Regions from separate parts of the Salmo salar genome. Here region 2 is linked to region 1. A link is a contact called in public Hi-C data. All regions are on one chromosome and are shown on one strand. The core of a region is the stretch at or near the end of the contact, and the rest is flanking DNA. Distances in the headings are between cores, read along the strand shown.

Evidence for each region. A called contact is a pair of places that touch in the nucleus more often than the background predicts.
Region 2: a Hi-C map of muscle shows a contact between it and region 1, with 2.1 times the contacts expected there. The contact joins the enhancer-like site here to the promoter of gab1 in region 1. A contact is called at or near these places in 3 of 3 Hi-C or Micro-C datasets (blood, gill and muscle).

Annotation. Positions count from the first base shown.
Region 1 is chrssa08:14,454,684-14,462,230 of Ssal_v3.1, forward strand. It overlaps gab1 (GRB2-associated binding protein 1), which reads left to right and starts at 4,807. Exons shown (of 14, transcript XM_045722792.1): 1 at 4,807-5,119; 2 at 5,363-5,492. The coding sequence starts at 5,421. LOC106610239 (ubiquitin carboxyl-terminal hydrolase 38) reads left to right here. Exons shown (of 11, transcript XM_045722769.1): 11 at 1-316.
Region 2 is chrssa08:14,494,822-14,502,368 of Ssal_v3.1, forward strand. All of the region lies in intron 2 of gab1 (GRB2-associated binding protein 1), which reads left to right. Among protein-coding and RNA genes, the nearest start is that of gab1, 39 kb to the left of the region's middle. Within about 2 kb of position 4,485, at least 1 of the 13 cell types and tissues checked has an H3K27ac peak or open chromatin away from gene starts, as enhancers often do. A contact at or near this core is called in muscle, where this site is marked.

The DNA of each region.
Region 1 (7,547 bases), core at 3,557-6,056:
AAGTATAAGATACGATTAATCTTTTAATACAAAATTTGTGTCATTTGCGTGAGAACAATTGCATGCTGAACGTTTGACAATGTTCTTAAGGTGGGGTTATGGTTACTAACATTGACTCATATAATTAAGTTATTCATTCAGGGATACTTTTTTGTTGCAGATTTTGTGCCTTTTAGTTAGATACTATTAAACCAGATTTTACAAGCAGAATTTGACTGGAAAGACACAAACCTCAGCCTTGCTGTACAGTGTTTTAAAGTAATGTACAATACATGATTTTTTTCCCCCCCCCAATATTAAAGATGAATTGCTGAAAGGGTCTTGTTTGTGTCTTCCTGCTCTGTCCACCTCGCGCTACCCACAAGCCCCCCCTGGTGAGTTTATTATTTTATTTTTTTACACACTCTTTTGCTTACATTTCACATTCTTCCACAATTGTCATTTAGATGCTCTTGTATTGTTGGCTTCTCTGAACACACTGCGGTAGCTAGCTATCGGCCGTGTGAATGCATGGCTGTGTTCAGCTTCATGTGTTGTCAGTGGCCAGTCTGCCCACACATAATCAATGCCTCCTCCCTTTTGTCTTATTCAACATTATAATATCGTAGGTTGGGGTTGCTATGTGTATTGTTTTTCTTTTCATGGCATTCCTCCGCTGTAGCCATACTAAACATTTACATGTACTGGCTATGGTTCTTAGGTTTCCAATTGGCCACTTGATGTTTGAGTGAATGTTAAGTCTGGTTTTGAGGCACTGTTAATGATTGAATGTCCAGACATTTACCTTTGGGTGGTGTTCCTATTTAATGAAGTCTGTTGCTGTGATACAGATGAACGGCATGCTAAGTTACAGTGGCGGTAACATTTCCTCTGCCAGTGTGGATGTGATTTCATCAGATAACTTAGAGGGGTTGGGTTAAATGCGGAAGACATGTTTCAAGTTGAATGCATTCAGTCGTGCAGCTAACTATGTATCCCCTTTCCCTTCCGTAGATCAAAGACCGAGCAGAGTGGCTTTGAAGCTGTAGCCAAGACCACCTGCTTCAGGTGTGGTGCGTTTATCACTGCTGTGGCGTCTCAAGGTCTTTCATGCACAGTACCGGCATTCGGTCAATTACCGGTGCTCTTCTATGCCCATAGGTGAATATGTTTGAGTAAGACTGAAGGACTGTCCAGGAAGAAGGAAATAAATCCATCCTCCTTGACAATCTCGTATAATACCATGGGTCGTGTTCATTAGGCACCAAATGGAGGAAAACGTTCTGAAACGGGGAAGTACTATCTGAACATGTCCGTTAACAAAAAAACGCACATTTTTGTTTTACGTTGCACAACATTTTGAAATGTTTTGTTACGGTGTGCCCTAATGAACATGACCCAGTAGAGAGATTATAGGAGTAACAGAAGGGAGAGTTCAAGGTGATGTCAGACACCTTCCATGGGAAAGCCTCATCATTCAACTTACCAGCCAGGATAGGTGTCCTTACCCAGTGGAAACTGACCCAAAACCTCTTAGACGGGGCCGACATGTTATAGAACCCTTACCCTCTCCAAAAGGAGATCGAGAAGCATCTTTATGTAATGGGTCTTAAAACAGTAGTCAGACTTGCAATAGTGGCACTACATGAATAGAAAATGGGAGAGAATGGTATGCAACGGTTGACCCTATCAGCACACTTGCTGTTGCTAATGGCATAGCCAATATGTGTAATGTAGCAATGCAAGCTTGTGGTTTGCAAATGGGGCATTTCTGTGCTATTCGGTATCCCTGCCATTAGGTTTACAACACACTGTAGTAGTAGCACTGTAATCGCCTCAAAAAGCATTTGGGAAAAATCAATGGCACTCAATTATTAATTGACTGATCCATTTGCGTTTCACTTCTACAGTTTTGTAAGGACACATCAAAAGTTTTATTGAGCAATGGCATTCACTGTAAGTTATACAACTCAGTGTTGTATGATATCAAGTGTGGCCTTTTTTTGATAGCACCAGAGCAGCTTCATCAGCAGGTTCAGATATACTGAAAAAAATATAAATGCAACATGTAAAGTGTATTGGTCCCATGTTTCAAGATCCCAGAAATGTTCCGTACTCACAAAAAGCTTATTTCTCTCAAATTTTGTGCACAAATTTGTTTACATCCCTGTTAGTGAGCGTTTCCCCTTTGCCAAGATCATCCATCCACCTGACAGGTGTGGCATATCAAGAAGCTGATTAAACAGCATGATCATTACACAGATGCATCTTGTGCTGGGGACAATAAAAAGTCACTCTAACGCAATGCCACAAATGTCTCAAGTTTTGAGGGAGCGTGCAATTGGCATGCTGACTGAAGGAATCTCTACCAGAGCTGTTGCCATATAATTGAATGTTAATTTCCCTACCATAAGCTGCCTCCAACCTAATTTTAGACAATTTGGCAGTGCGTCCAACCGGCCTCACAACCGCAGAACAAGTGTAACCACGCCAGCCCAGGACCTCCACATCCAGCTTCTTCACCTGCAGGATCGTCTGAGACCAGCCACCCGGACAGCTGATGAAACAGGAGTATTTCTGTCTGTAATAAAGCCCATTTGTGGGGGAAAACTAATTCTGGTCGGCTGGGCCTGGCTCCCAAGTGGGTGGGCCTATGCCCTCTCAAGCCCACCCATGGCTTGATTAGGGCCTAATTTATTTATTTCAATTGAATGATTTCCTTATATATCCCTTATAACTGTAACTCAGTAAAATCGTTGAAATTGTTGCATTTATAAAATTTTTCACTATTGTATGTAGATTTGCCTGGCTGCAATTTTTAGGAGCAACTTTTTCAGTCTATTGTATTTACTGCCATGGTGGCAAAACAACTTCCCTCTGGGAACATATGAAGTACACTACAATTCAATTCAATTGAAGTTATGAAATACTATTATTGTGGCGGTGGGCTTTAAAATGGATGCTATAACCCCTCTATTATTGCAGAGATTTCAATGTGACAACAATGAAGGCAAAAACCAACGTGAGATGAATTGATGAGCAGCTAACATCCCCACACAAACACAAAAGCATATTGTTTGATCCCTGTTTTGATTGTTTTTATTTTTCTGTGGTTGGTCTCCACCCATGGCACGTCAAATGCAATTGGTTTTAATGCCTTTCTCATAAAAGTTTAAGTCCATTGCAAAAGCATGAACTCTGGAACCACTCATTTAAAATGTAATTTAATAAACATAATGCTTTCTCTGTCTCCCTCCCTCCCTTCCTCTCTCCTTTTCGATTTCAGTCTATTGGGGACCATGGAGTTGGGATTTATGCTCCTGTTAACCCAGTGACTAGCATGGCTCAGCAAAATTCCAGTGACTAGAGCAACTTTTACCACAGCAATATCTTTCTTTCAGGTCTATGGTGTCATAGACCCATCTTGAGGAGCACACAGTAAAAAGGAAAAATGATCTCCCGGGCTGAATAGTATTTTGGAAGACATTGACAAGTAGGAGCAATAGTATTATGGATGGTAGACTGACAAATGTACTCAATTGTTGTCCTCACTGGTTGGGCTTGCCTGCTGTATGGAGCTATGCTGTGACAAATATCTTGAATGGCTATGTGAATGTTTAAATTGATTAATATTAGAATGTAAAGTCTCACTCACAACTGGGTGGGTCATGACTGTACTTAGTTGTGAATCTGCATATGATTAATACATTGTATTACTAGTCCAATGCTCTAACCACTAGGCTACCTGCCGCCCTGTGGTGGCTGTTGTGCACAATAATAGTTATTCATTTGTAATAGTAAGTTATATGAAAAGTTAATATTTGTTTTGGTACATCAGTTGACTATTCGTTAATCACAACAATATTGACCTTCATGTATACTATGCTCAAACCCATTAGAAATTGGCAGTCAAACATTATAGACGCACTTACAAATACAGGCTAATAGCCAAAAGACAGTGGAGAGCTTTTTACCATTACAATAACATTCCAGGATTCCACAGATACTTTAACCGTCATGGGAACTTATCTCTGTCAAATTGCCAATAGTCAGGCTCAGGGTCTAGAAGAACAACACCACTAGAGTCTTCAAGGGATGGATAGCCTACTCTTGCAATGAAGCAACAAAGACATTTCATTAATTTGGGCTCCTGAGTGGTGCATGGGTTTAAGGTATTGCATTGCTAGGGGCGTCACTACAGACACCATGGATCGAATCCAGGCTGTATCACAACTGGCAGTGATTCGGAGTCCCATGGGGCACCCGCAGAATTGGCCCAGCGTCGGCAGTCATTGTAAATAAAAATGTGTTCTTAACCGACTTGCCTAGTTAAATAAAGGTAAAACATATGAAGAGATCTGTTTGATTTATTGTTGCTGAAATTATAATATTCCTATTCGAGTTGTTGTTGTTTCTGGTTTTGGTGCTCACACTTACACACATGGATATAATGTAATGGAAATCGCCAACTTTCTAATTGTACGGTCATTTCTACACTGTCCTCGAGGTTGCACGACTTCGAGCGCACAAATGGCGCGCATTGTGGTAAGTGTAGTTTCCACGTGCGCATGGTATGAGAGGTCCTACATTGAACACTGGAATGCAGTTTCTTTGTTATTTCGTTCAGTCATTAGAAAGCCATCTTTTCCCCCGGTATTCAGTCAGATGGGTGTAAATCTATACTAACCATATGCAAAAAATAATTTATCAAAATGCGGTTATTTGTTTTGGGGGGGGGAGTAACGCCAAACAATTGAGAACTACATGTCCCATGGTATGTTGGTTAATTTTTCCTGCACGCCGCCTCTCCCTCTGCCTGCGCGTTCCAAAGGAGGCTGTCAGGCTGAGTTCAGGGAAAACACAGAGCTGCCGATCTGTCAATCATAATTAGCAACCACAGGGAGTGAAACTGGGAGGAAGGTCGGTGAAACGCTACGTTTTTGGGTGAAAAGGCACTGTACTTTCCGTGAAACAATTATGCGTCGGAAAGGAGAGGAAAATACGTATCCTAGTGTGCTTAAAAATATTTGTTCGACTTTGGAAGGAATTGCATAAAAGCGCTTTCACTGAAAGCCGAACTCGGCGAGTTTCACTTGCAAGCAACTATTCTGCTTGGAGTACGAAACATATCCAGAAGAAGGTAACCACGGACGCACGACACTTTGGGATTTAATTTGGCTATTTAACACACTTCTTGACAAAAGTGGTTGATACATTTCAGAGGACTGTCTTAAAGTCGCTGTTGGTGACTCGCAGCGCAGACTAGGAGGTGTGACGGCATTTATCGCTTACCCAACTCGTAAAATCTCAACCAATGCGACATTGTAATTTTTTTTTCAGCTTTTTTTTTTCTCCATTGACCGCTCCCTGTCAATATTTGCAGGTTCACTCAAAACAATCTCGGCCCAAACATCCAGACGGCGAGGAAGAAAGGAGGAAAGATGAGCGGGGGAGATGTGGTGTGCTCGGGCTGGTTAAGAAAATCTCCTCCAGAAAAAAAGTTGAGACGTTACGTAAGTCTAAGCTTGATCATATTCATATCTTGTTTTGGATCGTTACCACAGAGCGGTTCCAGTGTAGCTATGCAAATGTAACACTTTCGATTATTTCGAATTTGCCTACGTTGCCTCGCTGATTATTTCCCCCAGCTGCACAAAGTTTATGCAGCATCTCGAATCTGTGTTTGCTACAACAAAACTATCGACAATTCATGAATAGCAAGAAGTGGATTTCAAATCCTTTTGTAGTATTGTCAAGTGACAATGGCCTCCTAGGCTACATCTTGTTATGATGACAGCCTGCATGCTGTTGACCTTTTCAGTGATTTGATGCAAATTCCAACAGTGGGCCTATTTCAAAGCATTCATGAAAATGGTCCCATACTGTGCAACATTCGCATTCCACGGCAAGGCAACTGAAATGCTTGTCTTGTCTAGTCATAGCATAATAGTTTGAGCACAAGCTTTAATGTCAAAATCCTAAATGTAGGTTTGACTAATGTACGGATCTAACAACCAGATCACATTGACAACTCTCACAATGTCGTGAATGAATTCCAATTGACTTGTGTTCTTAAAAGGAATGCTTTTGAAAGCAGTTCCTGGTTGTCACAGGAAATGAGAATGTTCCGTCTTCTCCATAGTCTAGTCTATGTAGACTAGGGAAACGCACTTCCCACGCCACTTCGATACCGAAGTGACATTTTTTTGTAGCAGGTTAGGAGAACTTACGCAGCAGGTTAGGAGACTGAGGTTAAGGTTACCAAAAATCCTCTCCTAACCTGCAACAAATCACTTTGTATCAAAAGTGGTGTGAAGAGTGTCCCATGTAGACTCGAGACTCGGCCTAGTTACGAGACAGGGAGGTATGCCCATATAAATCAGTACAGTATTCAAATAATATGAAAAAATACATTTCAATCACAGTTGCATAGCTAGAACATGATTATGCAAAATAATGGTTGTCTCTCTATAAATCACACACTTCTTTGGAAGCTGGATGTCATTGTTGATAGTCTTACATGACCTTTGTGTTTTTAACCTGAAAAGTATTAACATTCTCACACCCATAATGAAATTGCCACCCTGTATATGTCCCCTTTCTTTACTGTGTGAATCAGTGGGCGAATCAGTTGGCTCTATATTAGTTCCCATGATATTGGATCTGTTATCTATCCAAAGAACATCTATCGCCATTGTATTCGTGGGCCCTCTATCAGTTGTATTTGCTCCAATCTACAAAGATGGCGTATTAAAGAGACTGCACGCCACAACTCTGAGACACAAATTGCCATTTTTAAAAGAGTCTTGCTGTGTCCAAAAGGCTGTTAAGTGTTGTATTTGTGGCTTATTGGATATCTATCTTATTGGATATCTCTATTGATGTTTGCATTAGGAACTGGACAGCCCTGCACTCTACATGTTTTCACAGCAACCACAGTTCTCCTCAACCGATCTCTCAGGGAGAATCTCGATTGTATACCCCTCGCGTCCTCTCTCCTCGCCGCCGCCTCAAAACCCACTGGAGGCGAAGGACCTCTGGCTTTCTCAACCAATGGGTTTTGAGAAGGAGGCGGATCAAGAGGAAGATGCGAGGAGGATGCAATGAGATTCTCCCAATGTCTCTGGTTGGCTATACTGAACCAAGGCATCGCCTGCCAAATACCATTCCTTCTGTCCGTCCTCCACTGATGTTATGATCAATCTGAATCGGCACAGAACTGTTCATTGTTCCCCATGCCTAGGACCCGACGCTCTAACCACTAGGCTACCTGCCGCCCCAATGCTAGAGCCTGCATCGAGGGCCCAGAGCGTTTCCTGTTCAGGTCACATGGTCAGGATAAGAAGTCCAGCCCCTAGTCATGATCAATCGGCACCCGGAGCTCAACACTCCCTCTGTCCTTGTGAAGTGTGACAGTCAGCCATGGGGGTGTAGGGGTTATTATGGGATGGCTAGTGGTGGTGACACAGTAACCATGGTGATACAGTAACCATGCCCTCCCACAGCAGGAACAGATGAGACAGGAGACTGATCACATGACACTTAGTGACCAAAGTTCCTTATTCCCA
Region 2 (7,547 bases), core at 3,235-5,734, 40 kb after region 1:
GGAACTAGGTTAGTCTCAAGATGTGACACTGAGCATGATTACATGCACATTAATATTTCGATATCAAACTGATTATGGCAGAGTATGGCATTAGTCACGTAAACACCTTTATCTGCTTGTCTTAATTGGGTTAAGGTCCTAATTGATGTAACACCTCGTTCTGAGCAATCTTTTGAATTACTAGGATATTTAAAGGGATTTTTCGGCGTTCCAGCTGTGTATTTGATCTGCGTATGTGCCAGCACCGGTCACGCAACCCTCATATGAAGTGTGTTCAAAAGAACTTAGTATTCACACTTGGTCAATTTCAGCCAATTTTTGTCGTCTCGTGTGCCAGCACATTGGTAGGTTAATTTGTTGTGCGGTGTGAGCACTCCATTTTGAGAGGTGGCCTGAGTTCCGTTCGCTTGAATTACCATATCCGGTTCCCTTTTGTTTTAGGGCAATGTGAACACAGCTCCCCAGGTTCGTGATTCTTCCCGCACCACACACGCCACACCGTTTACCCGACCATAACCCCTCACATTGGTGCCACAACAAAGAGAAGATGTGTGGGTTTGCAGAAAAAAACGTGTCCCGTTTTTGGATATTGATTAACCGTTGTCAAGTATGCACAGGAATTCCAAAATATGTGTGGAGTTTTTAGTTCAAGATTATTTGTTGGCAATATGTGATCTATAGTATAGGCTTAGAGCTTCATAAGCTGTTTATTGGTTTGAATAGTGTATTTGGTGTAAGTCATAACAGGGTACAAAATCTATCTATAGTTGTCACATACAAACGTTATGTCTGAACTGCGAATCGAATATTCTTTGCAAAAATAACACGGTCACTGTACTAGAATGTTTATTTTGATGATTTTCTGAGTTTATTCAAGTCCCATGAGTTGGCCTGATGTCAGATCTGTCCACAACAGGATTATTAGGGACATTTTTCTGCTGGTAAAGCATGTAAACCTGTCTTACTGAAAAGGGAAGGGGATATCTAGTCAGTTGCACAACTGAATGCGCTCAACCGAAATGTCTAACGCATTTAACTCCACCCCTCTGAATTGCCCGGGGAGCAGTTGTTGTTGTTGTGGAGTTAACTGCCTTGCTCAAGAGCAGAACGGCAGATTCCTACCAGCGACCTTTCGGTTACTGGCCAGAAGCAAGGTGTTCGTCTTTCAGTTTGTCTTTTAGTCACTGTTAGTGCTGAGGGGAATTTTGAAAATGTTGTGGTTCTGATAAGTTGTGTGTGTGTGAAACGATGACCATATCCTCGTTCTCAAAGAGGAGGAAGAGAGACGTAAATATTAGAGGAAGACTCTCCCCATGACTGCTGAAGTCAGTTATCCATCAATGTCAGTGAAATGAAACATGATCAACTTTTATAGTGCAATGGGAACTGGTGTGTTTGCTTTTCAGAGATGCTCTTGGGTAATCGTTTCACTATCTTTCCAAATATATGTGTGTGTTGGGGTGCATTTAAATGTTTTAACACACACACACACACACACACACACACACACTCCACCCCTGCCTGTGTCTGGCCCTCCCCCTCTGATTTAGTGGTGGGTTGGGGGCTAGTGGTTGCTGCTTTTTGCTGTGTGCTGCTGGCAGTTAAGGTCTGGGACCACCTGATTACACTACACAGGAAGTCAGAGGGAGAGGTCAAACTGCAGCCCCGCGCAACACACTGCACCTCTCCATAAAGACAGGAGGAGAGCAGACAACAACAAACTCACACTTTAACCAGACGCTTAAGGAGACTCATCAAAACCCCGCGCAGCACTCGTAAGGTACAGTAAAAGGGTACGCTCGGTCTCCTGTGTTTGTTTGGACAGTGTGTCAGCCAGGGGAGGTAATATCAAATACATAAAGATTGTGTGCGTGCCAAGCTGCCAAGAGGGTTGCTGGGAGAGGCCAGGTGAGATGACTGAAACTCACCTGTGGAGTGTGTGTGTGTGAGACAGTGGAGCAGCATGGGCTGAAACTCTGGTCTGTGGTAGGTGTTTGGGGTGGAAGAACGGAGTCAGTGGTCGAGGTGTTTTGCGCTCTCCTTTTTGGCCTGATCCCTCAATGTAACTGGAGCTTCTGCTCCTGCTGCTTTGTATTTGACAGGGTCTGTCTCGTTGACATTGGGCGACATGCGAGAGGCTGGCGTAAGGAGGACCATGCAGCCATACACTATAACTGAACAAATAGATCCAGATGTTTGTTCTATTCAGTTGTTGGAGGGAGTACTATTAAATCCACTCATGCTTGTTGAGGTGTTAGCTCAGTATTTTATTACTGATTGAAAACCAATGGCTTTACAATAGCTGTGAACTGAAACACTTGCCACCTTTTTGTTTAACTATTTTATTTTGGCCTCCTATGTCTGTTTATGACATGAACTGTACCAGCGGTTTAGATGGGTTTTGAATTCCCCTAACGACTGTGCCAGGTTGGACAGAGCCAGATGCTAGCACAGAGACCATTTTCCCTCTGTTCGGTCTCTCTCCCGCTTGCGGGAAAACTGCTATTGCTCCTCGGTCTCAAACTGCCATCGCTCCTCCAGCTCCCAGCCCTCATTTCCTGCCCCCGCGTGGCTCTTTCTCTTTCCCTCTTTCCTTCTCTCTCTTATTCTCTGGCTCTGTGTGTCTGTCTGCAGGGGCGGCTGGCCCGCACCCTGTACCTCTGTCTCTCTTCTCTCTCCCTGGGTTCCTGTCTGGCCAGGGGGGACTGTTAGGACACATACCGACTCCCACTGATTAGAACAGAAACAAGGCAGGCCTTTTCTCACGTAAGAGGAACCTTGAATAAACTCACATTGTGGCAGTTGGGTGGTTTGTCAATGGCCTTTCGACACACTGACAGTTACCTTCCCTAGTAGAATACTATGTGAAAACACTGTTCAATGTATCAGCACCAGTATCATCACTCTGTTTTGTTTCCCCAAACCTCTAGAGGTGCCATACTCATGTCTTTGTGTGCACAATTTGCCTTTAAAAGCAGATCCAGGACCTGTTATGTTGTTGCTAGTGATTAAAGTGATAGTTGCTGGCAGAGAAAGCTGATCCCAGGTCACATGTTGATGGCAGTGAATAACAGGAGAAGGGACTGACCACTGACCACCAGTCTCCAGGCAGCTGGACCTCAGGTCTGCCTGCCTGCAGATGGAAGTCCCCTTTCCCTCCAGCGGGGGAGGGGGATGACGCCTGGGCATACACACTGCTCGAGCGTCAACTGGCCTTCGTTGACCGCCATATCTCTTGTGGCCTATGAGGATGTAAAAATAGCTGTTTAGCAGCAAGAATCTTAGACATGCCCAGAAAACAAAGACTGATTTATGCAAGCTACTGGGCTAAGCATAGAGAGGCTTTTGTGCCCCCAACCTCCCTCTCTCTCCAGACCTCATCACCAAGGCCGCGAGCGCCAAAACCTCTGACGAGCTCTAATACTCTACTTTAAGAACGGGCATTGTTTGGGACGGCCTTGGGGTCCTTGCTGATTGGCTTGGAGTACCACAACGGTGTACGCGATTGCATTTGTTTATAAGCCCTGACGTTGGACTGCGGCGTCATTCTGAATGTGTGGTTGGTTTCAGGACATTTTTGAGTAAGCAGAGAGCTATTTCACAATAAAAAAAAATATAAAACCGTTTATCCTTATCTGGTAGTGGGGGTTGATTCTCACTAGTGCTTTCACGTCTAGTTCTACTAATACTATTTCCAGCAGTTCTGTGTTTTTATTGGCTTCTCCCAAGTCATTACTGGAAGGCTTGACTTGTATACCTGTTGCAACACTGAGCTTTTAAAGAGGACAGCATTATGACGAATGCCAGAGCCAATAGTATTGCAACTGAATGCGTCTCGCGTCTGTCATGAACACGGAACAGGAAAAGTTCCAGAATGGCTCCTCCCACTCTCTTTACCTTTTCCCAGCACTGTTGCACAAACAGTTTTGTGGCCTACCTGTCTGCATGAGCAGATCTATAAGAAAGACAACAAATGCTCCACTACCTGGAATGCCCAATAGAATCTAGGCTACATATGCTCTGAAACGCACTTGATTAGAACACATGCTTGCTGGGCAAACAAGATCTCAATGAGGGTTATTCTGTTGAAATGACCTGCGTTTGCACGGCACCGTCTTTGTTTGTGGGACCTCTCAAAGAACAGTTCATGCGTTCAGTCTGGAAAAGCAAAGTGTAATCAGAGGCAAACCAACCAACGTGTGAGAGATGACTGCAGCGTATCGCTGTGTGGTTGTTAATAAGAATGGCCAATGACGTGCGTACACCGTGGATGTGTTCTGTGGGTTTTCCTCATCTTTTTCTATCCTGGTGCTGGAGCGGAACCCGACTTGAGAACAAACAGACCTGTTTGTTCAAGGTAGAGGGAGCGGGAGGGAGAGGGGAACAAGTTAGTAGTTTGGTTTACAGGCAGAGCTGAGAGGAGGTTGTTGTCGAATGGGGGGGGGTGGCAGCTGAAGAACGCTTCGTTCTCCGGTTACCGCACCTGACGCCTCAACTAGCTCCTTTCTCCCTGGCTGCCTCTCTCCCACAAGACTCCACTCTATTCACCACAACACATGGCTGGAACAGAAGCTTCTACTCTTACTCAGGGCTAGAGATGTAGTTGAAGTCAGAAGTTTACATACACGTCGGTTGGAGTCATTAAAACTCGTTTTTCAACCACTCCACAAATTTCTTGTTAACAAACAATAGTTTTGGCAAGTCGGTTAGGACATCTACTTTGTGCATGACACAAGTCATTTTTCCAACCGTTGTACACAGACAGATTATTTCACTTGTAATTCACTGTATCACAATTCCAGTGGGTCATATGTTTACATACACTAAGTTGACTACCTTTAAACAGCTTAAATTCCAGAAAATGTAATTGCTTTAGAAGCTTCTGATAGGCTAAATGACATCATTTGAGTCAATTGGAGGTGTACCTGTGGATGTATTTCAAGGCCTAGCTTCAAACTCAGTGCCTCTTTGCTTGACATCATGGGAAAATCAAAAGAAATCAGCTAAGACCTCAGAAAAAAAATTGTAGACCTCCACAAGTCCATCCTTGGGAGCAATTTCCAAACGCCTGAAGGTACCACGTTCATCTGTACAAACAATAGTACGCAAGTATAAACGCCATGGGACCACGCAGCCGTCATACCGCTCAGGAAGGAGACGCGTTCTGTCTCCTAGAGATGAACTTACCTTGGTGCTGAAAAGTGCAAATCAATCCCAGAACAACAGCAAAGGACCTTGTGAAGCTGCTGGAGGAAACGGGTACAAAAGTATATATCCACAGTAAAACAAGTCCTATATCGACACAACCTGAAAGGCCACTCAGCAAGGAAGAAGCCACTGCTCCAAAACCGCCATTTAAAAAAAAAAAAGACTACGGTTTGCAACTGCACACGGGGACAAAGATCGTACTTTTTGGAGAAATGTCCTCTGGTCTGATGAAACAAAAATAGAACTGTTTGGCCATAATGACCATCGTTATGTTTGGAGGAAAAAGGAGGAGGCTTGCAAGCCGAAGAACACCATCCCAACCGTGAAGCACGGGCTGGCAGCATCATGTTGTGGGGGTGCTCTGCTGCAGGAGGGACTGGTGCACTTCACAAAATAGATGGCATCATGAGGAAAGAGAATTTATGTGGATATATTGAAGCAACATCTCAAGACATCAGTCAGGAAGTTAAAGTTTGGTTGCAAATGGGTGTTCCAAATGGACAATGACCCCAAGCATACTTCCAAAGTTGTGGCAAAATGGCTTAAGGACAACAGTCAAGGTATTGGAATGGCCATCAAAGCCCTGACCTCAATCCTATAGAAAATTTGTGGGCAGAACTGAAAAAGCGTGTGCGAGCAAGGAGGCTTACAAACCTGACTCAGTTACACCAGCTCTGTCAGGAGGAATGGGCCAAAATTCACCCAACTTATTGTGGGAAGCTTGTGGAAGGTTACCCAAAACATTTGACCCAAGTTAAACAATTTAAAGCCAATGCTACCAAATTCTAATTGAGTGAATGTAAACTTCTGACCCACTGGGAATGTGATGAAAGAAATAAAAGATGAAATAAGTCACTCTACTATTATTCTGACATTTCACATTCTTAAAATAAAGTGGTGATCCGAACTGACCTAAGAGATGGACTTTTTACTAGGATTAAATGTCAGGAATTGTGAAAAACAGTTTAAATGTATTTAGCTAAGGTGTATGTAAACTTCCGACGTCAACTGTACCTCTCTGGGTTTGGTCTCTGCCTGGTCTTTTCCCTTTGGACTACTGACTGCTTATGGTTTCTTTATGGCTTAGGTTAGGCTATGTAGTCCATATGAGAGGGGTTTGGTCGTATGTCACCTCCAAGTGACCTAGTCTGGAAAAAAAGCAGTCACTGTCTGCAGACTGGCCGGCCTGAAAATATGTGACCCCGTTCTTTGTTAGTGTCACCAGGCCATCTTGTTATGGCATCATCAATACCCTGACCTCTTCTCCCCTCTCCAATCCTTTCCTCTCCCTCCCTCCTCCTCCATGCTCACTCCTGCCTCCTCTCTGGTTCTGTCCTGTTACTCTCGGGTTCTCTCCCCCTCTCTCTCCCCTCTCTCCTCTGTCTCTCTCTCTGGGCTTGGAGAGAAGCTGTTTTCAGAGGAACAAATGGAGAGGCTGTTCCCAGCCGGGGATGAGTCAGTGCAGCTGGAGCTGCAGGTCACACGCCCCCGGCGCCCTCTCTCTCTCGCTCCCTCCTTCTCCATCCCACCTCTGCCAAGATTGCCTTTGCTGGGCCCAGTGCTAAATGCTAACACACCCAAAGCCACTGAGGGAGCTATGCTAGGCTTATACTGCTAACAACCACACCAGAGTGATTGAGGGAGCTAGGCTATTATAATGCTAATAACATGTGCAAAGTGAGTTGTGTCAATGCTATGCTACAAATGTGTAATCGCTGTTAGCCCCATGCTTTTGCTAATACCAAACCCAGAAAAACAGAATAAATCTATTGCATTCCACAAGTCTGATTTTAAGCAGAGAGTTCTATGCTAATGCTAACAACAATCTGAGTAAGGGATAGTTCCAGGCTAATACTGACAACTGACTCAGTCATGGGAGCAAAAGGTTCAGGACACTATCATCCAGACGCTACCTTTCATAAATCAACAGACTTTAATACGCTGCTCTTTTGTCAGTCTCTCCCTTTGAAACTCTTAAGAGAGAAGATGGTTTACAATTACATAATTATTCAGGTCAAGACCGTAAAACAATCTGACCTCACCTCACCCCTTACTAAGCACACACAATGGCCGAATGAGGAAAGGGGGACTGAGAAAAAGGGATATTTCGTGAGGCACCTGCTGTCTTGAGTGTAGGAGAGAGACTGTAAATAAACGTAGCTGCTCCATCCATTTAAAGTTAACATATGCTCTTGTTTTGAACCAGAGAGGGAGAGAACACTGGACCAGAGGGGTAATGGTTGACTCTCCACTACGACACTTGCTTAACCCATTAGCCCGGCTGCTCAGACATAATAGCCCCAGAGATAACCACAGGGCGTGTGAGCCTTTAGACCTCA